3 separate regions of the Sus scrofa genome follow, and all the other regions are linked to region 2. The links are chromatin contacts, called in public Hi-C maps. All regions are on one chromosome and are shown on one strand. Each heading gives the region's core, a stretch centred on a gene start, on an enhancer-like site or on the middle of the called end of the contact. The rest is flanking DNA. Distances are from core to core; before and after follow the strand shown. Region 1 holds the start of SOAT2 (sterol O-acyltransferase 2). Region 2 holds the start of TNS2 (tensin-2). Region 3 holds the start of SPRYD3 (SPRY domain containing 3).

What was found. Hi-C and Micro-C count contacts between places; a contact is called where the count stands out from the background.
Region 1: a Hi-C map of mesenteric adipose tissue shows a contact between it and region 2, with 3 times the contacts expected there. The contact joins the promoter of SOAT2 here to the promoter of TNS2 in region 2. A contact is called at or near these places in 3 of 5 promoter capture datasets (fetal liver and liver), 22 of 47 Hi-C or Micro-C datasets (adipose tissue, alveolar macrophages, blood and 14 more) and 2 of 2 datasets of contacts at active chromatin or transcription factors (alveolar macrophages and skeletal muscle).
Region 3: a contact with region 2 is called in a Hi-C map of skeletal muscle, with 2.0 times the contacts expected there. The contact joins the promoter of SPRYD3 here to the promoter of TNS2 in region 2. A contact is called at or near these places in 9 of 47 Hi-C or Micro-C datasets (embryonic fibroblasts, heart right ventricle, liver and 3 more) and 1 of 2 datasets of contacts at active chromatin or transcription factors (skeletal muscle).

The regions. Positions count from the first base shown.
Region 1 is chr5:18,357,618-18,360,317 of Sscrofa11.1, reverse strand. It overlaps SOAT2 (sterol O-acyltransferase 2), which reads right to left and starts at 1,377. Exons shown (of 15, transcript XM_021091697.1): 1 at 1,073-1,377; 2 at 65-120. The coding sequence starts at 1,193.
Region 2 is chr5:18,304,044-18,306,743 of Sscrofa11.1, reverse strand. It overlaps TNS2 (tensin-2), which reads right to left and starts at 1,256. Exons shown (of 31, transcript XM_021091695.1): 1 at 1,238-1,256; 2 at 217-390. The coding sequence starts at 1,243.
Region 3 is chr5:18,337,331-18,340,030 of Sscrofa11.1, reverse strand. It overlaps SPRYD3 (SPRY domain containing 3), which reads left to right and starts at 1,369. Exons shown (of 11, transcript NM_001245003.1): 1 at 1,369-1,469. The coding sequence starts at 1,447.

The sequences.
Region 1 (2,700 bases), core at 128-2,627, 53 kb before region 2:
CAGCCAGTCCCCACCCCTTCCTCCCTTTACTCTAGGACCTGTCCATGTTGACCTCTGACCTCACCTGCATATGCCGGGTCCATTGTACCAAATCTGGGCCTCTGTGTGTCTCATTGTTTCCTAGGAGATGGGGTCAAAGGGGAAGAGTTAGGGTTCTGTTGCCTTGTGCAAACCCAGAGGCATCCTGTGTCCAGGCAGTGCTTTCTGTGTGCTCAGCAGCCTCCCCGCCTCCCAGCCAACAGTCAATATCTAGTATCATCAGAGGGGGGTGGCAGGCAATCAGAAGGGGAAGTTTTCGTTTGTTTGCTTTTTGCTTTTTAGGGCCAAATTTGTGGCATATGGAAGTTCCTGGGGCTAAGGGTTGAATCAGAGCTGCAGCAGCCAGCCTACACTACAGCCACAGCAACACCAGATCCTTAACCCACTGATCGAGGCCAGGGATCGAACCCACATCCTCTTGGATACCAGTCGGGTTCTTAACCTGCTGAGCCACAATGGGAACTCTGGGGAAGTTATTTTTGCAGGGGGATGAGGAGGCCCCTGGCAAGCAAGGAGCCTGATCACATTACTAGAAACGGGGACCCAGGGAGCAGGAAGCTATTCTCGCTCTCTCTCTTTTTTATCTCTTGTCGCTTTAGGGCTGCACTCGCAGTATATGGAGGTTCCCAGGCTAAGGGTAGAATCAGAGCTGTAGCTACCAGCCTACGCCACAGCCACAACAACTCAAATCTGAACCACGTCTGCCACCTACACCACAGCTCAGGGCAACGCTGGATCTTTAACCCACTGAGAAAGGCCAGGGATCGAACCGGCATCCTCATGGATTCTAGTCGGGTTTGTTAGCCTCTGAGCCAGAGCGGAAACTCCAGGAAGCTATTCTGATCACCCACTCAGGTGAAAGAGTCAAAAAGATACGGCAAAGCACTGAATATCCCTTCTCTCCTCCCCTCCCCAACTGGCTCGTTAGGTGGCAGAAGCTGGGTCGTTAGGGGGCAGAAGCTGGGTCTGTCCCAGAACAGCAAGAAGGAGTGAAGATAAACAGCAGGAGCCCCCTCTGACAGCGTATGCCCACCTCCAACCCCACCTGGGCGATCTGCACTCCCAGATCGGGGCTCCCCTTCTCTGCAGGGCTGGTCCTCCTGCTCTTTTCCTAGCCCTCCTCTCTGCCGCAGCTGGGCTGCCCTGGGCTCCATGATGTGTCTTCACCAGGCAGTGGTGGCCAGTGAGCGTTCCCTCCCTTCCTTCAAGCTTGCCTGGCCACGCTCTTATCTCCCTCGGCTCCTCTAACAGCTCCAAAGTCCTTTCAGGAGGAGGGGTTTAGAGGTTATCCAGGAAGTCAGCACCATCTCAGCCCTGGCTCCGCTCTGCTGGCTGTCACAGGCATGGACACAACCCCCCAACAAATAGCCCAACCTCCGCCCATGGGCCCATCTCCCTCCCACAGGAATGGTGGGCTCTCGACACCCATGCAAGTCGTGGGGAGGCGACCTCGCCTCTCTGAGGCTTATCACCTGGCCTGGCATCCTTCCAATCTCTTTCCAGTAGGCTGAAGGTCAGGAAGGAGCCAGAAATATCTGCAGGGATCGGTGCTCTCAGCTCCCTTAGACCATGATAAGGTGTGTGCAAGAAACTTGCTGATGACTCTGACTCTTTGTGTACGTGGGGTTTCTATCCTGATGAGCTTGGCACCTGTGACAACAGGTGGTGCCGTGGCCCCTCCAGGAAGTGCTAGGTACCAGGGCCCCTTGCACAATGGCTCCTCCCTCCACCTGCTGAGCTTAGGCGGTAGGCCAACAGGAGGCAAAACAAGCACTTATTCAGCACCTGAGGAATACCAGGTGCACTTATTCAGCACCTGAGGAATACCAGGTGCTGTCACATATGGAAGAACCAGATTTAAATCCTCCCTCGTTGATCATTTACTGGCTGTGGATCTTCAGGCAAATAACCCATATAGTTTAAGCTACGGGTTTCTCCTGTGAAAAACAGGCACCAGTCTCTACCTCACGGGGCTACTGTAAGCACCAACTGAGGTAGTCCAAGGAAAAGCAGGCAGTCCAGGGCCTGGTTCAGGGCAAGAGCTCAATAAATAATAGTTTCCTTCCTACCTTAGAAATCTATACATAGAACTTCCATATGACCCCGCAATCCCACTCTTGGGCATCTATCCGGACAAAACTCTACTTAAAAGAGACACGTGCACCCGCATATTCATTGCAGCACTATTCACAATAGCCAAGACATGGAAACAACCCAAATGTCCATCGACAGATGATTGGATTCGGAAGAGTGGTATATATACACAATGGAATACTACTCAGCCATAAAAAAGAATGAAATAATGCCATTTGCAGCAACATGGATGGAACTAGAGAATCTCATCCTGAGTGAAATGAGCCAGAAAGACAAAGACAAATACCATATGATATCACTTATAACTGGAATCTAATATCCAGCACAAATGAACATCTCCTCAGAAAAGAAAATCATGGACTTGGAGAAGAGACTTGTGGCTGCCTGATGGGAGGGGGAGGGATCGGGAGCTTGGGCTTATCAGACACAACTTAGAATAGATTTACAAGGAGATCCTGCTGAATAGCATTGAGAACTTTGTCTAGATACTCATGTTGCAACAGAAGAAAGGGTGGGGGGAAAAATGTAATTGTAATGTATACATGTAAGGATAACCTGACCCCCTTG
Region 2 (2,700 bases), core at 7-2,506:
AAGAGGCACCAGGGTCTGCTCTAACCCAAATTTCTGCTGCTCATGCCCCAGCCCTGGCCACCCCAAAGCAGCGGAGTCACAAGGAGACGCAGGATAAGGGGAGAAGGCTGCGGAAGTGGAAATGGGAAGAGGGTCTGGCCTGAGTCCTGGCCCCCTCCCCCACTGCCCACACCTCCACCCCTGCCCCTCCTCTGCCCAGCCAACGGGTACTCCTACCCTGCTGGTGGCCCGGCTGCTGTCCCTCCTCCCCAGGGCTCTGAGCAGCCGCTCCACGGGGCCGCTGGACTTCATGGTGTCCGGCTGCCTGGGGTGCCGGCTGTGGGGCCCGAACAATGCTGGGGCCTGGCCCGGGGCTTCCTGGAAGCAGCCTGGCGGAGGCAGCCGCTTCCCCTGGGTGGAGAGTAGGCTGTCTGGCTGGTGTGAGGAGAAGCCCAGCCCTGGAAGTGGAGGGGAGCGCAGGGGGGGAGGGGGCAGGTCGCTGCTCCAGGAAGTGGGGGAGGGGGGAGGATGTGGGGGAGGCCAGGAGATCAGATTCCCAGGATCTACCCTGCTGGGAGTGTCAACCCAGGATCTTTTGCCCTCGACTGCCCCTACTCTGGTGCGGCCCCTGGCCCAGGGATCCACCCTATCCAGGGATCTGCTGATCATGAGATCCAGCCCCCAGGGGGCGGGGCAGGGGCGGGGTGGGAATTTAGATCTCAGGGCAGGGCTCAAGGACCAGTGGCCAGTGGGGAACACTGCGTCCCAGCCCGGCCAGCCTCCGCCAGCCTCTGAGCCTGAACTCTTGGGGTGGGTGCCCTGGGGACTTCTGGTGGGGAGGGCGGGGAGCTGGGAATCACTGTCCTAGAAGGCCGGCCTGCCTGTCCAGGGGCTGGAGGGCAACCTGCGGGTCAGCCTCCTGCCTCAGCTTCCCTGATGGTGAAGAAGTAGGGAAAGGAACAGAGGCACAGCCCCCCTGGCCCCACCGTCCACCCTGGAAGGTCAAATTCCAGCCAGAGACCGCTCTGCCCACAGGAGCGGGCCATTCCTCAGCACCCGCCCAAAGCTTTTGAGGCCCTTCTCCTGAGAGCTCTGCTCCTCACACAGCCCCCCACTCACCGACTCTACTCCCTGGCTTGTTTCGGGGGACCGCTTGGGTCCCCAGCTCTGCTTCTGAGTCCAGCCCCTTAAGCCCTCCATCCCAGGCCCTGGGCCTGGGCCCCGTCCCCACCGCAGGAGCCCCAAGCCTGAGAACTACCTTCATGGCTCTCCCTGTTCGGTTCTCCTTCCTCAGCAGCTGTCCCAGGGCCCGAGGACTGGACAGCAGGCCCCCCTCCCAACCACACTCCACCCCCCTCCGTGGGCCTCCTGCCTCCCTCCTGGGAACAAGGCCAGCTTCCTGTCCCGGGAGTCAAGGGAAGGAGGTGGACTGGGGCCTTGGAAAGGGGGGCAGTGATCTTCCCCAAGGATAAGGGGTTAACAGCCTAGGGGTCCTCAGCCCCAAGCCCTGGACAGAGCCGTCCAGTTGCTTGAAAGAATGTGCAGATGTGCCCCCCTCCGCAATTTGTACCATATTTACTGACCCACCCAGGGCTCTGGCAGCTCCCCTAGCTCCGGCTTCTCCCACCAGGTCCCAGGCTTCCCTCTTCCCCCTCTTGCCCGTCTGCTTGGTCTAACCCTGCCTCCTGTGGGATGAGCCCACTCAGGACACATCCTTGGTTCTGCCCGCGCTGGGCCTCATTCGCCCTTGAAGCTCTAATTCAACTTCCAGGTCAGAAGGTCTGTCCCCAGGGTACCTTGGCCAGAGGGAGGCCTAGCCTGTAACTGGAGAGGGGCATTGGCTCTGTAACCCACTCCCACCCCATCAGCCCTGGCTGGGTCCCAGGACATTCCAGGGCCCTGGCCAGTGAGGGCAACGGGGGCCTGGCCTGGTCTAGTCCCCAGTCCTGCCAGGGCCAGGAGAGGTGCTAGGGTAGCTGTGGGGGTGGGGGGTGGCCTTTCTCTCCTGCTATTGCAGGTATCCTGAGCCAGACCCTCTTGCTGGCTTATTTCTACTCCTGCTGCCTCCTGAGGCATAGAAACTCCCCTTGCTTGGCAGTAGGTCCCCAAACATCCTCTGACTCTTGCTCTTGTCCATGTGGGTGGCTCACTCACCCCTGTGTTGGGTGGCCAGGGAAGCAAAGCTTTGAGTCTCACCACCCTGTGGAGCACCTCTGAAGTGAGATGTAGGCGTTCCTGTCCTGGCTCAGTGGAAACAAATCTGACTAGTACCCACGAGGATGCAGGTTCGATCCCTGGCCTCACTCAGTGGGTTAGGGATTCCGTGTTGCTATGGCTGTGGTGTAGTCCAGCCCAGCAGCTACAGCTCCAATCTGACCCCTGCCTGGGAAACGCCATATGCCGCGGGTGCGGCCCTTAAAAGACACACACGCACGCACACACACACACACACACACACATGCACGCACGCACACACGTGCATGCACACACACACAAAGTGACATGGAGATAGGAGAGCGCTGAGCCCTCAGCCGGTGCTGAGAGGAAAAGCAGCTCCCTAGAGCAGGCCTGGGAAGCTCAGGCCAGACCCCCGGCACCCTCATCCTCTTGCCTGGAACTTTCTGGAGCCTGTCAGTCTCTCCCCCAGCCTGGCCCCTTCTCACTCTGAAGCCTTGGGTTTGTTTGGAGAAACCCCTCCGCCCACACTCCCCCTTCCTGGAA
Region 3 (2,700 bases), core at 120-2,619, 33 kb before region 2:
GGCTCAGATCTGGTGTTGCTGTGGCTGTGGTGTAGGACGGAGGCTACAGCTCCGACTGGACCCCTGGCCTGGGAACCTCCATATGCTGGGGATGCCGCCCTAGAAAAGACAAAAAAAAAAAAAAAAAAAAAAAAAAAAATTGGCATCTACTATTCAGGAAAGACAGATTGCAGATTAAGGAGCCTAAGGAAACATAACAAGTAAACATCAATCACAGATCTGGCATTATAGTCCAGATTTCCTTTTTTTTTGGTTTGTTTTTTGTCTTTTTAGGGTCCTACCGGAGGCATATGGAGATTCCCAAGCTAGGGGTCTTATCAGAGCTACAGCTGCCGGCCTATGCCACAGCCACAGCAACCCCAGATCCCAGCTGCGTCTGAGACCTCCACCACAGCTCACAGAAAGGCCAGATCGTTAACCCACTGAGCGAGGTCAGGGATCGAACCCACGTCCTCATGGATACAAGTCGGGTTCGTTAACCACTGAGCCACAATGGGAACGCCAACACCTTTTGTTTTTATTTATTTATTCGGCCCGGAGCATCAGCTTGATGTGGAATCTCAGTTCCCAGGTCAGGAATGGAAGGGCCTCAGAGGTGAAAGCGGAGAGTCCTAACCACTAGACCAGAGTCCTGAGCACTAGATCACCAGGGAACTCCTAATAAACACCCTTTAGTAGGTGCTCAATATATGTTGGTGTCCTTCTTCCCTTCACATTACAGCCCCAGTCTAACTTTCCATAAGTCATTCAAACCTTCCTGCACAGTATGCCATTTCATGCAACTGTGCTTTTTGCATCCAAAGTTGTGTCTTCCAGGCAGAGAAGGTGCTGCCCAGAAATGAATGAAAGGTGACATGAAATGGAGCTCGGGAGAATATAAAGCACATGGTAACGGTATAATTCAGGAGACTACAAAGCATATGGTAACCGGCGCACGAGCTATGGAGGCCAGCCTCAGGCTCGCGCATCTGCAAAAAGGATTTAATAATAAAATTCATTTCATAGGGTTGTTGAGTGGATTAAAAGGACATTTCTACAAAGCTCTTAGCATCTGACTCAGAACGAACGCTGTGGAAATAGTATTTGTGGGTGCGCAGCGACCTTCCCTGCCCGCCCCGTCCGCTGCGGGAGCCGCCCCTGGACTGGCCAGTCAGCGCCCGGGGCGCCCCGCGCAGAGTCCGCGCCGCCACGTCGTCACCTCCCACCCTCTCGACACCCGGGTTTACCAGCCCCTGCCCGGCACTAGGTACCCGGTTCACCGGGCCGCGCCCGATCCGGTCTGCGCCCTTCGATTGGCTCCTGCAGATGCCTGTCGTTCTCAGCCGCTAAAGATTGGCCGAGGTGGTGGAAAGGGGCGGGCCTCCGGGAGCTTAGGAAGGGCGGGGACCCGGATGTGTGTGGTGGCGGCGGCCGAAGAGCTAGTGAGCGGAGCTGAGAGGCCTATGGATGAGGAGGACGCGGCGGCCCCGGTAGGCGGGGATCGGGGGCGGGGTCCCGGAGGCCTCGGGTCGGTCTCCACGGAGCCTGAGGCGGGAGGCGGGGGTCCTGGGCGGAGGCTTTGGAGTCGGGGCGGGCCTTGCGTTCTGGTCACTGGGTTTCCTCCCCGGGGACCCTGGGCCCAGTGCCGGGCAGGGGGAGACTGGGCGTAGTCACACTGACGGCCGGGGCCCTTTCCCCCTTGACCCTCAACTGAGTGCTCGGGCTGCGCCTGGGGTAGAGGCGGGGCCGGAGGGCGCCACCACTCGCCGGTGCCAAGGCTGTGGGATTCTAGGCAAGCAGATGCTCCTCTAAGTCTGGGGCGCCAGCGTCGACCTGGGGTCAAGCCCTGGCCGAGGGCCCAGGAAGCCAGTCCCGGGCTGCCCCGCAGGTGCCTAGCCTTCTGGGCCACACGGTGGCTTGTAGCGACTGCAGAATCCTGTAACATGCGCGTTGGGGTTGAATTCAGCCCAGGCTTGGCTACCTAAACCCTTGCTGTGTGCAAGGCATGGTCAGGCCTGGATGAAACCCTTGTCCCGGAGTTTGGGGGATGGGAAGAGAAAAATAACTCCCCTTTTTGTCACTTCTGGCTCCCAGGAAAAATCCGCTCATTCATTCGTTCATATGTTAGCACTCTTGGTGGTTTTTTATTATTATTATTATTATTATTGTTTTTTTAGGGCCGCACCAGCGGCTTATGGAGCTTCCCAGGCTAGGCGCCTAATCGGAGCTACAGCTGCGGGCCTGTGCCACAGCCACAGCAACACCGGATCCCAGCCAAGTCTGCGACCTACATCGCAGCTCCTGGCAACACCAAATCCTTGACCCACAGAGCAAGGCCAGGGATCGAACCCGCCTCTTGGTGGTTTAAATACCTGGGTCATCCTACTCCTCCCCTTCTTCACTGCTGCCATCTTAGTGGATGCCGTCTCTTCAGAACAGCTCCAACTGCCATTTCTGTTCTTGCTCCTCTTATGATCAGTTTAGCCAGCAATCAACAGCCTGACAGCTTTACAATCTGATAAACCTTAAGAGCATATCATTTCCTTGCTTAAAACCTTCCAGGGATTTTCCATCACACTTGGAATAAAATTCTGACTCCTTTCTGTGGTCTGTAGTATGTTGCTCTGGCCCTGACCTTCTTCTCATTCTCTTCTGATACATTCTCCTTCTCCTACTTTCCCTACATACCAGCCACCTGGTGTTTTTATTTTCCTATCATGC